Linked DNA regions of Zea mays: all the other regions are linked to region 5. Evidence: chromatin contacts called from public Hi-C data. All regions are on one chromosome and are shown on one strand. Each heading gives the region's core, a stretch centred on a gene start, on an enhancer-like site or on the middle of the called end of the contact. The rest is flanking DNA. Distances are from core to core; before and after follow the strand shown.

Evidence for each region. A called contact is a pair of places that touch in the nucleus more often than the background predicts.
Region 1: a Hi-C map of endosperm shows a contact between it and region 5, with 4 times the contacts expected there. The contact joins the promoter of LOC100274638 here to the promoter of LOC100272841 in region 5. A contact is called at or near these places in 3 of 25 Hi-C or Micro-C datasets (bundle sheath, ear and endosperm).
Region 2: a contact with region 5 is called in a Hi-C map of endosperm, with 2.7 times the contacts expected there. The contact joins the promoter of LOC100283583 here to the promoter of LOC100272841 in region 5. A contact is called at or near these places in 5 of 25 Hi-C or Micro-C datasets (bundle sheath, ear, endosperm and 2 more).
Region 3: a Hi-C map of endosperm shows a contact between it and region 5, with 2.8 times the contacts expected there. The contact joins the promoter of LOC100383351 here to the promoter of LOC100272841 in region 5. A contact is called at or near these places in 4 of 25 Hi-C or Micro-C datasets (bundle sheath, ear, endosperm and 1 more).
Region 4: a Hi-C map of ear shows a contact between it and region 5, with 4 times the contacts expected there. The contact joins the promoter of LOC103637216 here to the promoter of LOC100272841 in region 5. A contact is called at or near these places in 4 of 25 Hi-C or Micro-C datasets (ear, endosperm, leaf and 1 more).

Annotation. Positions count from the first base shown.
Region 1 is chr1:81,218,126-81,220,825 of Zm-B73-REFERENCE-NAM-5.0, forward strand. LOC100274638 reads right to left here and starts at 1,369. Exons shown (of 1, transcript NM_001371644.1): 1 at 688-1,369. The coding sequence starts at 1,303. The coding sequence ends at 914.
Region 2 is chr1:81,288,966-81,291,665 of Zm-B73-REFERENCE-NAM-5.0, forward strand. It overlaps LOC100283583 (ATPP2-A13), which reads left to right and starts at 1,347. Exons shown (of 3, transcript NR_178222.1): 1 at 1,347-1,957; 2 at 2,414-2,656.
Region 3 is chr1:81,711,507-81,714,206 of Zm-B73-REFERENCE-NAM-5.0, forward strand. It overlaps LOC100383351, which reads left to right and starts at 1,409. Exons shown (of 3, transcript NM_001176007.2): 1 at 1,409-2,271. The coding sequence starts at 1,762.
Region 4 is chr1:81,661,550-81,664,249 of Zm-B73-REFERENCE-NAM-5.0, forward strand. LOC103637216 (ethylene-responsive transcription factor ERF027) reads left to right here and starts at 1,399. Exons shown (of 1, transcript XM_008659461.3): 1 at 1,399-2,700. The coding sequence starts at 1,842. The coding sequence ends at 2,471.
Region 5 is chr1:81,461,003-81,463,702 of Zm-B73-REFERENCE-NAM-5.0, forward strand. LOC100272841 (putative ARM repeat-containing protein) reads left to right here and starts at 1,416. Exons shown (of 3, transcript NM_001147294.1): 1 at 1,416-1,660; 2 at 1,806-1,934.

The sequences.
Region 1 (2,700 bases), core at 119-2,618, 240 kb before region 5:
CATGGCCTGTTTCTACTCGCTCTCTTCCCCCTCACTCTTCCATATCAATTTAGGTGGTTTACAGGCTTACAGCTAGCGATTATACTTGCTCTTAGCGAAACGTCTAAAGTCTGGGCTCGTCTGGTCCGAAACGGCCTCGGTCTGTGGCCACTGGCCAGTAGCAGCGACAGGAAAATCTCGAATGCACTCGTGCAGGAAGGGACCAGGGGGAGGGAGGCGATCCCCGGCTACTACTTCGCCATCGCCTGTCAGGTGCAGTTGGCGATCGAGAAGAGAAGGGGATCGTTTGCTTACTAGGTATGCAGATAAGATGAAGCGCCCAACAGGTACCATACCACCTGATAAATTCGCCCGGAATTAGCAAACAGGGCGTAGCTGCTCAGTTCCCAATCGTTCCTCTTTTTTGGCCATACAAGCCACAAGATAAATGTCAACTCGGCTCTCAAAAAGTCTTCTTGGCTGACGACATGGCTTGCTCCGTCGTGCCGGCCTGCAGCTCCCTTGTCCTTTTGATTTGGTCGCCCACTAAAGTGCAAAGCTACCGGCTGCCAAGTGCCACTGCCAACACGCACGCATCAAACCAAAGAGAAAATTCCGAAGACAGTCCTCCTCTTCGGCATCGGTATCGGCATCAGATAGATGCTCTGGAGTAAACTCCAGCACTCGGAGTCCCCTATCATATCAGTATCACGGAAAAGGAAATGTTCACATAAATCCCCTGGAATGATCGAAAACTCTGAAAAACAGCCAAGAAGGACTAGACGGTAAACTCGCGCCCCACCAAATGCAACAGACGACCCCGGAACTTCATTGGGATCGAGCGCCGGAGCCGGGAACACGGCGTGGGGTGGGGGGGCTCCAACTCCGACGTCCGGAGCGACGCGCGCCGAGGCCACGTGCACATGGCGCGGACCTACGCTCGGACGGCGACGGCGCCCGTGAGCCGGACGCGGACGCCGCCGTCCGCGGCGCCGCGCAACGCCCGCCGGGTGCTCGTCGTCCCCGCCGCCGCCGCCGTAGTAGTAGGCGCGGAGAGCCCGGCGTCCTCGGCGGCGTGGCGCGTCTCGAAGTCGAGCGGCTCGCGGGCGTCGTCCCCGCAGTAGGTGTTGGCGCCGGCGCTCGGCGCCAGGACCCGGCTGTCCGCGGCGCCGCGGCTGTTGTGCCATACCCCGAGGCAGTAGGACGCGGAGCAGAGCGCCGCGGCGAGGAGGAAGACCAGGAGGTCCACGCGCGTGAGGGCGCCGCAGCAGCACCTCCTGCCGCCGCCGCCGCCGCGCGCGCTCTGCGACCCGTCGTTCGCCATGGCCGGAGCGGCGATCGAGGAGGGGAGGAAGATACGAGGGCGAGGCGGAGGAAACGGGAGAGAACTGATTCAAGTCGTCTTTGACCAAGCCTCTGGAGTCTGGAGTCTGGACTCTGGTGCGAAGAGGCCAAAGTTTTTTCATTTTTATATGGTGGTATGTGTGTAGGCCCGTACGTAGGTTGCAACGAGGCTGGAACCTGGTGGAAGCCAGGCCAGGCCAGGCCGATACTCTTGATGGTTGCTCAGGACTGATGGAAGCAGCAGTTTTTTTTTTAGAATTGACATGCTTTTTTATTTTTTGTATATATATAAATAGGATTATGAACCATATTTCAAAATGTACTTACGGTATGCAGTAGCAGTATCTTATACTTATGAACGATGAAATGGTAGGTTGTCGCGAAGATCTGCCAAATTAAAGTACGTAGCTTTTTGGTTCTTTCGAACGAAAGATGCCGCCCGAACGAGATCGTGTCCTCTCCTCTCCTTCACACAAACGATCCAGTTGGGGATTCGCGGGGGGGGAACCGGTCCACTTTGCCGCGCCATGCGTTGACTAGTTGACTAGATATTGGGCAGTGATCAGAGCACGCAGGCCTGATGAGGAGGTACACTCAAGCCCATAGATGGCACAGGTGCGGCCCGGGCTATGACGTGGCCACGCTTATGCAAAGGCCCATGGGAATTGTGTACCCCCAAGCCCACTAGCTCGGAGGGTCCCAAAAAAAAACTTATCATGTGTGGATACCAAGACGTGCATCCCAATCCAAGACCTGGGCTGGCATACTGATTGTTGAACCAAACGTTACAAGGACACCAGATTATACTTACGGTGACCTAAATTCGCTAGGCTATGCTTGCTGCAAAAACGAGGTAGCGTAGTACTGCTAGGCCTATCGCTGTCAGAGCGTTGCAGACCAGAATAACCAAGTAGTCTTCCTGGCTAGGATGCATCCTTGCTACCGCGTCCTGGTTCAGGCACCACCAATGTCATGCGACAAAAGCAGGAAACGAAGGTTCGCCGTACGAGCTGCGAAACGAGGGCTGGCTGACTAAGCCGTGACTTGAAGAAGAAGAAGAACTCGATCTACCGTATTACTACGAGTGAGTGTCAATGTGTCTCCAGAGTCCAGACCAGACCACCAGTCTACGGCATCGGCACCTCACCGAAGGTTCCATCGAAAATCCAGAGCGCCGCCGAGAGCATAGCATACAGGACCCGCGCCCGCCTTCCGCATGCCCTCGGAATTTTATGGCAGCCACCGACCGGCGCCCGCTTCACAGGGCCACGACACGGTAACCCATTCTCCCGGCTCTCCGAGTTCCGAACGGCCGCGCGGGGGGCACGAGCGACAGGAGCGGGCAGGCTGGCGAAGGGCGCGCCAACCCATGCCCCG
Region 2 (2,700 bases), core at 97-2,596, 170 kb before region 5:
TAGAAAAAAGAAATAGGCCTCCAGTCCCCGGTGCTTAGGCCTTACTTATATTTAAAAAACCAATTTAATGCAAATGCCTAGGGCCATCCCTTGCACGAGGCAAGAGGACCGACCGCACATGGCCTCTAAATTTTGGGGGCCCAAATTTTTAGGCACAATTTTTTGGCTATAAAGTTTGGATAATTATTTTACCCATTATTGATCAAGCTGTTTCCTTATTGACTACAAGGTTTAAACAACGATACAAGAAAATGTTTAGATTTTTTATTTATTACACATAATTTGTGTTCTTTAGATGACAAGAGTTTTATGTTTACTTGTACTCAACTTAAGATGGTTCTAGAGAATGACCAACATTCTGATGTGGATGGCAAAAGCTTGTATATAGAGTTTCTTCAAGAGTACGAGGAGAAGAAAAATCAGAGCCAAAGCCCAGAGCTGCCGATATGGAGACAGAGACAGATAGTACTAATTGCGTAGGAGTACACACTTGATATTATTACTGATTAATAAACACTGATGAACGTACAACCATGTGGCACGCAAAACCCACCGAACGCTTGGCACTGGCAGGAACGACCTGGATCGGAGGTGCACGGAAAATGGTCGGCGTAGAACTGTTCGAGATACAGTCAGAATTCTCGAGAAACCCTCGGACCTCCCTGCAACCGCAAAATGGAGCGCATATACGTGCAGGCGTGCAGCCGGATGAGGTGTCCCAAGTCACCCAACGATTTTTTTATTTGAAAGGGAGAGTCACCCAAAGATTGTTGTCCATACTTCAGTTTACGAGCAGTTTTTTTTTTATTAACAGCTCCTTTTACAGCTAGTGCAGGTGCAGATATATGGACTACACCGTATTTTCTGAGTACAAGACAAGTGCTGCAGATATATGCCGCGGACTTTCCAGTCTGTCATGAGCTGCTCCCTACGACTCCTGCGTCCTACCAGCCCCCGTCGCGTACCCTACGAGTCGCGGCCCATGGACCCAGCCGCTGACGCGTGGCCTCGTAGGCGCCAGACAGCCGCGCGGTGCATGGACCGCGTTCACGGATACGGCTGTTCCCGACGGCGGCCCACCGATGGTTAACCCCAATCTGTTATCGTTAATGACATGATCACTGTACAATTACGTACTATCTTTTGCAGAACAAACCCTCCGCGCCGGTCCGTGTCAGTGCACATAGTCACACACAGGTCCCTAGAAAGGAGCCTTCCTGTGATTTACTAGGAGTACTGATAGTGTCCTGGCTAAGATAATGCAATATCCAATGCAATCAACCACCCCCACTCGTCTATTTCGGCCTCCCACCTTCCTCTTTAAATTGCCCCTCCTATTCCCCCGTCCCGAAGCTAGAGGCTCTCTGGCGCCGACGGCCGACCCACACGCGCGTCCAGCGATTTCGCCGGGGGGAGATCTTGCCATTCCGTGGAGCACCATCCGCGGTAGCCTAGCCGCGACTGGGGATCGGGGCTTGCGGGCCGTGGAGCCACCCAGAAGGTAGCCGGGAAAAGCTTGATCCGGCCGGGGACGGGGCCTTCGGAGGTTCGTCCCTCGATCGGGTGTCGTCTGCGAAAGCCGGGTCGAACAAATCGTCGCGACTGGAGGCGGCGCGGGGTCATGGGGGCGTGGGTCTCGGTCCTGCTCGGGATGGACGGAGCCGCGGCGGCCGGGCCTGCTGCTGTGGGCCTGGGCGACCTGCCGGAGCTCTGCGCCGCCCAGGTGCTGCTCCGGCTCGACCCGCCGGAGATCTGCAGGCTCGCGCAGGTCAACCACGCGTTCCGCGGCGCCGCGGGGGCTGACTTCGTGTGGGAAGCCAAGCTGCCGGAGAACTACAACTATCTGATGGAGTTCGTGGGGAGCGGCGACGAGGGGAAGCGGAGGCGGCGGCGGGCCGGGAAGAAGGAGATCTACGCGAGGCTCGCCAGGCCTGTGCCTTTTGGCGACGGCAAGAAGGTGAGATATTTTGCTTCCTCTTTTTTTTTTGTGGCTTTCTGTGAATTTTATTACGGGAAAATTATACGAGCGGTTCTCTAGTTTACTAGAGGAGGATTCGAAGCCGCCTTCCTTGAATTCGTCATATTCTGTTTGCCCATGACCGAGTCCTTCCTAGTTATGACCCCTGGAACATTTTTGTGGAGCTCAATTGGGGCAGTATTATCTTCCAATTGAAATAGGTCACTTCTTTTCCTTTTGGAAAATTGCGTTCTTCTTTTTGGGGCAGACTCAAATTAGTGGCAGGTAAATTGTTGTTCAGAAAATAGTTCTTCCTATCTTTATCTTCAATAAATCTTAACTGCTGTCGTGTGTAGGAAGGTCGCTACATTTTAGGCCCTAGTAGCGCGTATATCTTTTTTTGGCGGTTGAACAAGAACAGCATGACTAAAACTCGTATGTGTTTGCAAACTGTAGGAATTCTGGTTGGACAAGAACAAAGGCATGATCTGTATGGCACTGTCGTCCAAAGCACTGGTGATTACTGGGATTGATGACAGAAGATACTGGCAACACATGCCAACTTCAGAATCGAGGTGAATATGGCTTTGATATCACATTTACTAATATTTGTCTGTTCAATTTATGCCAGTTTTCTGAAAACAAAGATGGTCTGTTGGCATTAATTGCGATGGAATGGGCTGAAGATATTTACTCATGGTGTGATTGATCTGTTCCTTTTCTTTCTTAACTTAGCACGTCAT
Region 3 (2,700 bases), core at 159-2,658, 250 kb after region 5:
TAGTGGCGACCTTTAAAGCGCTCTGGTTCCATGCCGGCGCCGTCGCTGTTGCCGTTGCCCGTGCATGCACGCCACAATCCTATTCCCCGCCCCGGCCCCTGGTGCCTCTGCGCTCGACCTCGGAGCCAATGGATCGATCACCTGCACACACGCGCGCGCTCGAGATTGAAAATTGCCGGCTGGAGACAGTAGACCGATCGAGCACACGTCCGAAGTCGACGGCCCCGGGTTAATAGTAATAATAATCAGCGAGAGGAGAGGACCAAGCGGCAGCAAAGCGCAGTGCTGAAACACAAGAGCAGAGGCCGAGATCATATATCAAAACCGGCACAGCTGGCTGGAACTCGAATCTAGAGACATAAAATAACGCGCGTCGGTACGTACGTACGTATTGATATTCTCCGTACACGCGAGGCAGTCAGCTGGAGCTTGACCTGTAGCGGTAGCTAGAGCTAGTAGGTTATTACGGGAGTGAAATCTGGCTGTCGCGCGGAATCGAATCGATTCTCTCGACACCGCCAGAGCTCGCTGCCGTGGAAACCGCGCCGAAGGTTCCTGCGGTCAAACGCGATTCGTTCGAGATGGTTGATTAGAGTAGTAAAAAAAAAACTACTGTAATCCTCGCCATCCATCGTAAACAGAAACCACACACACTGCCTTCTCAATCAGTCAGAGTGCGCGCGGCGTTGCGAGGCCCCACAGACCACCAGACCCCGCGGCCGGCTTTTTCCATCGCAGCTGGAGCTAGTACGTACACTGCTAGTACGTGACCAGTGCACAGCTTGACGCAATCATGGATGGAATGGAATGGAATGGACCCCAGCGCTCCTCCACTTTTTTTTTAGCAGATGGTTTCGTGATTCCTCAGAACCAAGCGGAAAGCCGTGCCGTTTATGCATTGGTAACTTAGGATGTGTGTGAGCTACTAGCTAGGGCCAAGCAAGTACTCCTCCGCGAGCTGTTTGCTGCCGCGCGCGTGCATCGGCGCGTGCCACCACCACCGTCGAAAGTCGAACCGGCAGCGTCCAGTTTCGTCGAGTACAAGGCAGCCACCAGCCACCGCCACCATGCGGCAGTGCCTGGTGGTCCATCCAAGCCCTCATGGATTCATGAATTCTGGTCCTACGCTACGCATGCAGTTAGGCACAGAACCTTTTCCATTTGCCACTTGCCACTCAGGACGGTGTGGATGCCACGGCGTATGGCATACGAGCAGCAGCCACAGCAGGGATTGGCAGAGCGCGCAGCATCGCCCCCGCCCGTGTAGCGCTCGGGGCAGCAATACAAACGAAAGAAATGATGATGAACCGCGGAACACACTGCCGGTTTCGTCGTCATCCCACCGTGCGTTTCGCATATTTAACCCGCGCCATCACGCGAATAATGCTCTCACACTCACACTCACCCACGGCGCGCGGCGCCACGCCCTGTCTCCCCTGGTCGCTCCCCGCTGACCCTCCGTCCCCCGCATCCCACGCGCGCAATTCGCAGCCCCGAGCGAGCGAGCACCTGCTCTGCTCCCGGATCAAGACAAGCTTCAACTCGCGCACTTGTTTACGCCCGCCCGCACGGGCACGGCCAGCCACGACGCCGCGGCGGAAGCTGCCCAGCAGCCGCGCCTCCCCTGGCGGTGCCGAGTGCCGACCCTTAAAAAACCACAGCCGCGCGAGCGCTGATCGGTGCCTAGCACAGTTGGCACACACACACACACGCGTGCAGTGACAGTGAGAGAGAGAGTGACAAAAACACAGAGACCCGGCGATGGCTGGCCCGCCGCCGCTGAGGCTCAAGGACCTCCTGGAGCTGGACTGCGACTCGTGCAGCGCCGCGGGCTTCCGCTGCTACCCGCGCCGCCTGGCCGAGTCGGCGCCAATGCGGCACCTCCTCGAGTCGTCGCCCTCCCTGCGGCGCCGCCGCCGCCCCGGCAAGCTGTCCCACCTCTCCAGGAGCCTCTCGCGCCGCCTCAGCAGGGGCGGCGGCGGCTTCTGGAGGCGGAGAGACGTCGACGAGGAGGAGGAGGAGGTCGCCGACGCCGCGGTGGCGACGACGACGACGACGACGGGCCCGCCCGCTTGCTGCGGCTCTAGCTCCGAGGAGCAGGAGACGTCGTCGTCGTCGGAGTCCAGCGACAACTCGTCCGAGAGGACCAGCAGGAGGTCACGGTCCGAATCCGAGTCCGAGTCCGACTTCTCGTCGGCGACCGAGGAGAGCGCGCACCATCATCCTTCGCAGCCCGCCGCCGCCGCCGCCGCCGCCGGAGACGAGCACGAGGTAATGATCTATATAATTACCGATCGCGATTGATGGATCAGTTACACACCGTACCACCGCCATTGCCGCGCGTTATGCCCCAATAATTGGGCGTTAATTCGGTTGGGTGGGTCGTTCTCGTTCCGCTAGCCACTATACACTATACTTGAGGTAGTGTGTGTGCACTCGTATATGCAAGTGGATTTGAGCCATGAAACGCTCACGGAAGCCAAGCCCCCACGCCGCATTGATTCCACAAACCAAAGGCGCAGTCCTAGCCAACCGCTCGCGGGTCTGCTCATTGATGCCGTGCGCACCTTCTCGACCGGCTGCTGTGCCTATCAGTCTACAGTACGCAGGAAGCATCCAAGGGAACCCGTCAGCTGCGGTAAACGCACGGCGACCATGTGCTGCATACAGGGGGCCTCTTTATAGTTGTCCTCTGTTGAA
Region 4 (2,700 bases), core at 149-2,648, 200 kb after region 5:
AGTCCTTATTCGATTGCACAGGGAGCAGAGAGGATAGAAAGAAATTAAATATCTTTCTATTTAATTTTAAATAAAAAGAATTTAATCCACTTCAAACTAAATAAGACCTAAATTAAATGGTTATGATCTTTCTCTCTCCGTGTTTTATTATAAAACATAGTATATGAAAGTAAAAGAACAAATAGACACAATATGTAGGAAGATTATTCTTTATTATTATATGAATATTGATGATTACAATATAAAACTCCCATGTATATAAGGGGAGCTAATCCTCCGCAAATTCTATAGAAGAAGAGGGTGTTTGGTTTCTAGTAACTAATTTTTAGTCCCTCCATTTTGTTCAATTTTAGTCTGTAAATTGTTAAATATGAAAACTAAAACTTTATTTTCTTAGCTAATCATCATGTAAATAATGTAAAATATCTTCTAACAACACCCCTCATTCCGATTTGCATCCCCAAAAAAACTCAAATCCTCACCCGTGTATATATAGTTTTGTTCTATATCCGACAGCTTATTTATCTACATCTCCTATTTCAAAACTCCGTTTTGTGAATAATATAAATCTATAATACAAAAACAATGTTTTACACGGCCATACACGATCTGCTAGCTTATAGCCATAACCTAAGGTTAGAGAGAGGTGGGTAAGAACCCATGTAACAAAAGGACTACGATTTCTTCTAGTTCTCCTATTATTATAGAATATAATCTATATATTTTACAACTATTGTAATCTTGTTTTTTTTTCTCATTACAGGCATTAACACGCAGAGTAGTTTGGTCACGTCACAGTGAACTCTCGGGCCTTTAAACGTGACCGTTGGGCTGCTACCGCGTTTGGATCGGAAGAGCTAGGTGAAATCGATAGACGTGCTGTCCAGCTCAAGCGGCATCAACGACGACCTCTTGGTATGGAGGGAGGGAGAGCTACTACACAGGCCTGCAGATTTTTGTGACCAATTCGATCGTACACGCAGAAATATCTGGCCATGCACGCACCGCCCGCGCGCGCGTAATCTAGTACGTACCGGTACCACTGGATATGGTGGTAGGTGACAGGAAAAAGACAAACGAATCATATCATCATCATCTACCCGCTTTACGTTAATGAAGCCCTGATTATACTGTCCTTGAATTGAAGGGGTCAAACCCCCAGCTAGCTAGCAGACATTTCACTTGTCCCTCTCTGCACCTGTCGAGTCAGCCGCGAAGCTCAGGACGACGACGAGAGGCCACCTGGACGAGTCGTACGCAGCTTACCTCGTCGCGCACTAGCCAAAAGCGGCTTTGCAAGAGCCTCAAGATCGCGCCACCCCTGCTGGTTGCCGCGAAGGCCCCCACTCCTTTTTTTTTGCGTCGTTGCGCGCCCTGGGCTGGGCGGCTCACATGTGCTTCACAGCTAATCTCTAGCTAGGCGAGCGTTGAGAGCGAGCAGGAAACGCGTCTCGTCTCGTCACGTCGTGTTCGATCGTCTGGAGAATGTTTTCACCAACTCTCCACCCGGCTACTAATCCTCGGGTTTTTAAATCCTCCCTTCCTCAGATCCTCCAATCAACATAACACTTGGCTCGTAGTCGTCGTCGTCGTTGTCGTCGTCGTCTTCTTCTTCTGGCTAGTAGGGTTTTATCATCCGGCCGCTCATCGCTGCCAACAATCTGCTGTTACTTCGATTCTGCCGTCTTTCACATGGTACTAGCTAGCGGTACGGTGGTTGTACTGTTGCTCTAGCCGCGTCCGCGCGTGTGGTTGATGCAATGTAGTGCGCGCGCATCGATCATATTCATATCCATAATTCCATATCCATATCGGGACGACGACGACGTGCTGGTCGATATATGGAGCAGAGGCAGCAGGAGCGGAGGACCGTGCCGACGACGACGACGTGCGGCGGGCGGCGCGCGAGGGCGGAGACGCGGCACCCGGTGTACCGAGGGGTGCGGCTGCGGGCGGGCAAGTGGGTGTCGGAGATCCGCGAGCTGCGCAAGCCCAGCAGGATCTGGCTCGGCACGTACCCCACGCCCGAGATGGCCGCCGCGGCCTACGACGCCGCCGCATTAGCGCTGCGGGGCGCCGGCGCGGCGCTCAACTTCCCCGACGCGGCGACGGCGCGGCCGCCGCCCGCGTCCGCGTCCGCGGAACACGTCCGGGCCGCGGCTGCGGCGGCAGCGGCCGCGGCCGCGGTGGGCTTGGGCGACAGCCGGCACTTCCACGGAAGGAGCGACCGGCGCGAGGTGCGTGGTCACAGTCACAGTAGCGGGGCCGACGAGTACGAGAGGTGCCACGGCGGCGGCGGCGCGGGCTCTATGGAGGGCGTCGTGGACGAGGACGACCTGTTCGAGATGCCGCGGCTCATGCTGAGCATGGCGGAGGGGTTGATGATGACCCCGCCCGTGCTGGGCCCTGCCCCTGCGGCGGCGGCGCTGGACGGCGACGAGGAAGGTGTCAGCCTGTGGGATCACTCCTGATGCGCTAGCTGGCGAATCACACTACTGCTTCGACTTCGAGTAGTGGCAGGGGCAGGTGGTGTAATACTGTAATGTAAGATGAGGACGCGCGCCACGTGCCGTCCCATTGGAGAGCGTACATGTGGTGGGCGATCACACACCTGATGTGGACAGAGGGATGTGTTGGTGGTAGCCGGTAGGCCAACATGTATACGCTCTGCGATGCACTTGTACGCACGTTACGTAGCAT
Region 5 (2,700 bases), core at 166-2,665:
TGGTCAGACACACTGGGACTAGTGTGCTGATGCAATTTTGGTGCTGGGTCAAGCTACACCAGCAGACAATGGAACCGACAGATAGTTTGAAGAGGCATGCAGCTAATAACAGCCATAGCTCACACGTTCTCTGGGTAAGGTTGTAGGAAAACTGCGGACCGGATCACTGGCATATGAAGCCCACGCTGCCACACACACATGCTATCTACCTAGCGCACATACACCAAAATGGACTTACTTTTCATTGTGCAAAGAGATGCACTCCAACAGCTGGCCTTAACAGAATTCTGGAAACGGTTTATGCATCCAGTGGACTGAAACTGAAAGCGACCATTGTGGACTCTGAAATACAGTGGCAGAACCGCAGAAAATAGTCCGTCGACTGCCACACCGCCATTTCCAATGACGTGCTACAGAGTGAATCCTACTAGATTGCTACGACAGCGGATTCAACACACGAACTGGACGAGAAGATGCTCCTGTCGAAGGAACTAGCTGCCAAACCTCGTCGAATCCAAGCGTGATCCACGAGGCACCGCAGATCGCAACGCGCTTCCGTCGATCCTCTCAGTCTAGCGTGCAGCCTCAATCCAAGCGGCGGGCCGACCCAGATCTACAAGGCCCACGCCCTTAATTCCCTCACGACGATTTCAATTTACCCATGGACCAGGGGGCGGGCGGCACCGGTAAAGGGCAGATCGAAGCAAGCACGCATAAAAATGCGCATACACTCGTAACTAGACCAGATCTGAATGCAAATAACCAAATAGCTTAAGTTACGGGTGGGGTGCTCGTTATCGGTGGGCGTACCTAGCAGGTGTTCGTCGCCGACAGATAGGGGTGGGGTGCTCGTTATCGGTGGGCATACCTGACAGGTGTTCGTCGTCGGCAGATATACCTGGGCACCAGGTGTAGGGAGACATCGGTTGTCGTCCATCGCCGCCGAGTGGGATACAGGGAGGGTGAGGCCGTGAGAGAGAGAGAGAGCACGCGTAGTGAACAGAAGAGAACACAAGGGATGAGAACTGAGAGCACGAGGTAGAAGTCTCCAGAGGCCTTGAGTGCACGCGAGAGTCTCGCGGGTGAGAAGAAATGAACTGATGATCCACGATCGGACGACCACATTTTTTTAGAGTGACGTGGATAGGTGCATCGAAGCCGTTTCCGTTCCGCTTTAATAATATAGAAATGACGATTGGTTAGCGGGCCTAGCGAGTCGGCCTAACATACTCACTCTTCTGTCTGGGCCTGGCGTGCCCTTTATGCGGGGCCGGGATGGGCCCATAGAAAATGGGCAGGCTGAGCTAGTAACAGGCCGCGAAAGCTGGCGGCTTTCGAGCCGGCATCCCGACCATTTCAAAATCATCTCATGCGACGTGGCGTCGTGCGTGCACCGCCTCGCAGGCCGCCTCAAACGCTCCGGTCCTCAGCGCCCGTTCCACGGGGCCCACGCTCCTCGATCCGACGGCTCGCTTCGCCTCGAATTCAAAAACTCGTTCCGAAGCAGCAGCCGTCCTGTGATCCTGTACTCCTGTGTCCTGTCCAAGTCCACCGGAATTTAAATCCCTCAACGACTCGCTAGCTGGGGACTTACACGACGCGACGCCAGAGGAGGAGGAACTCTGTCGGGGGGCGGCTACAAGAGGCGGTGGTGCTCGCGGTGAGTGCGCTCATGAAATGATTCCCAGATCCTCCTCCCAATCATGCAGCGATCGAGTAGGAGCAACAACGCCCACGCGCGCAGCGGCGTTCCCAGGATGGTTGTCGTTTGATTGATGATCGGCGTCCACGCGTCCTGATTGCAGCCAATCTACCTCTGGTTGGACTCTGCGTCGCGGCGAGCGGCGCCGGGAGGAGGAGGTGGAGGCCGCCGGAAAGTGGCGGTGGGCGAGGAGGGGTGGCGGGCGGCGACACGACCGGCATCGGTGAGAGAGGTAACCGCAGGACATGGCTCTGTTTTTTTATCCCCTTTTTTTCGCTCTTCGTTCTCGATCGCGCTTCGCTCCATGTGCTGGGAGGGTGAGCTTCGAAGCCAAGCGTCCGCTCTTCCTGCTCCGCTCCTGGCTGCCGCATTCGCCATTCGGCCGTGCTTTCTCCACCATGCAAGCCATGATCTCTGCAATAGTGTCTCGAATTTTCTAACAATCACACGCCAAGTCGTCGTTTGCTTGGGGTTGGGGAGTTGGGAGAGACGGGTGGAGTCGAGAGCTCAGAGTGATCTACTCCTACTTTAGAGTGGGGACATTGTTACTCGTTTAGGACTGATTTGATGACTAGGGATTACAGGAGGATGGAAGGAATTAAAGAAAAAATTAGTTTATTTACTTCTCAATCTCCTCCGATCCTCTCGTAATTCCCTTGTCACCAAATCAACCCAAATAAGAACAAAGAATTACCCTGGGCCTTTTGCAATGCACAATAATAAAGTTAGGAACCCTCGTCTCTGCCGGCGCCGGCGTCCGCACGGCACTAGCTTTCAAACGACTCTCATAGAATGGAGTAGCAGTAACCGACCGTAGGAGCGGCCGGCGCGTGGTACGTGAGCTATAGCTCCGGGCGCCAGCTGTAACAATGGCTAGCTATTTCACTAACTATACGTAGAAAATATAGAAAAATGAGAATAGCTAACGATGGACAAGTAGATATAAGATTTCAGGTATTTAAAAAACTGAGTGTATTGTGTGTGTGACCAAGTACTAG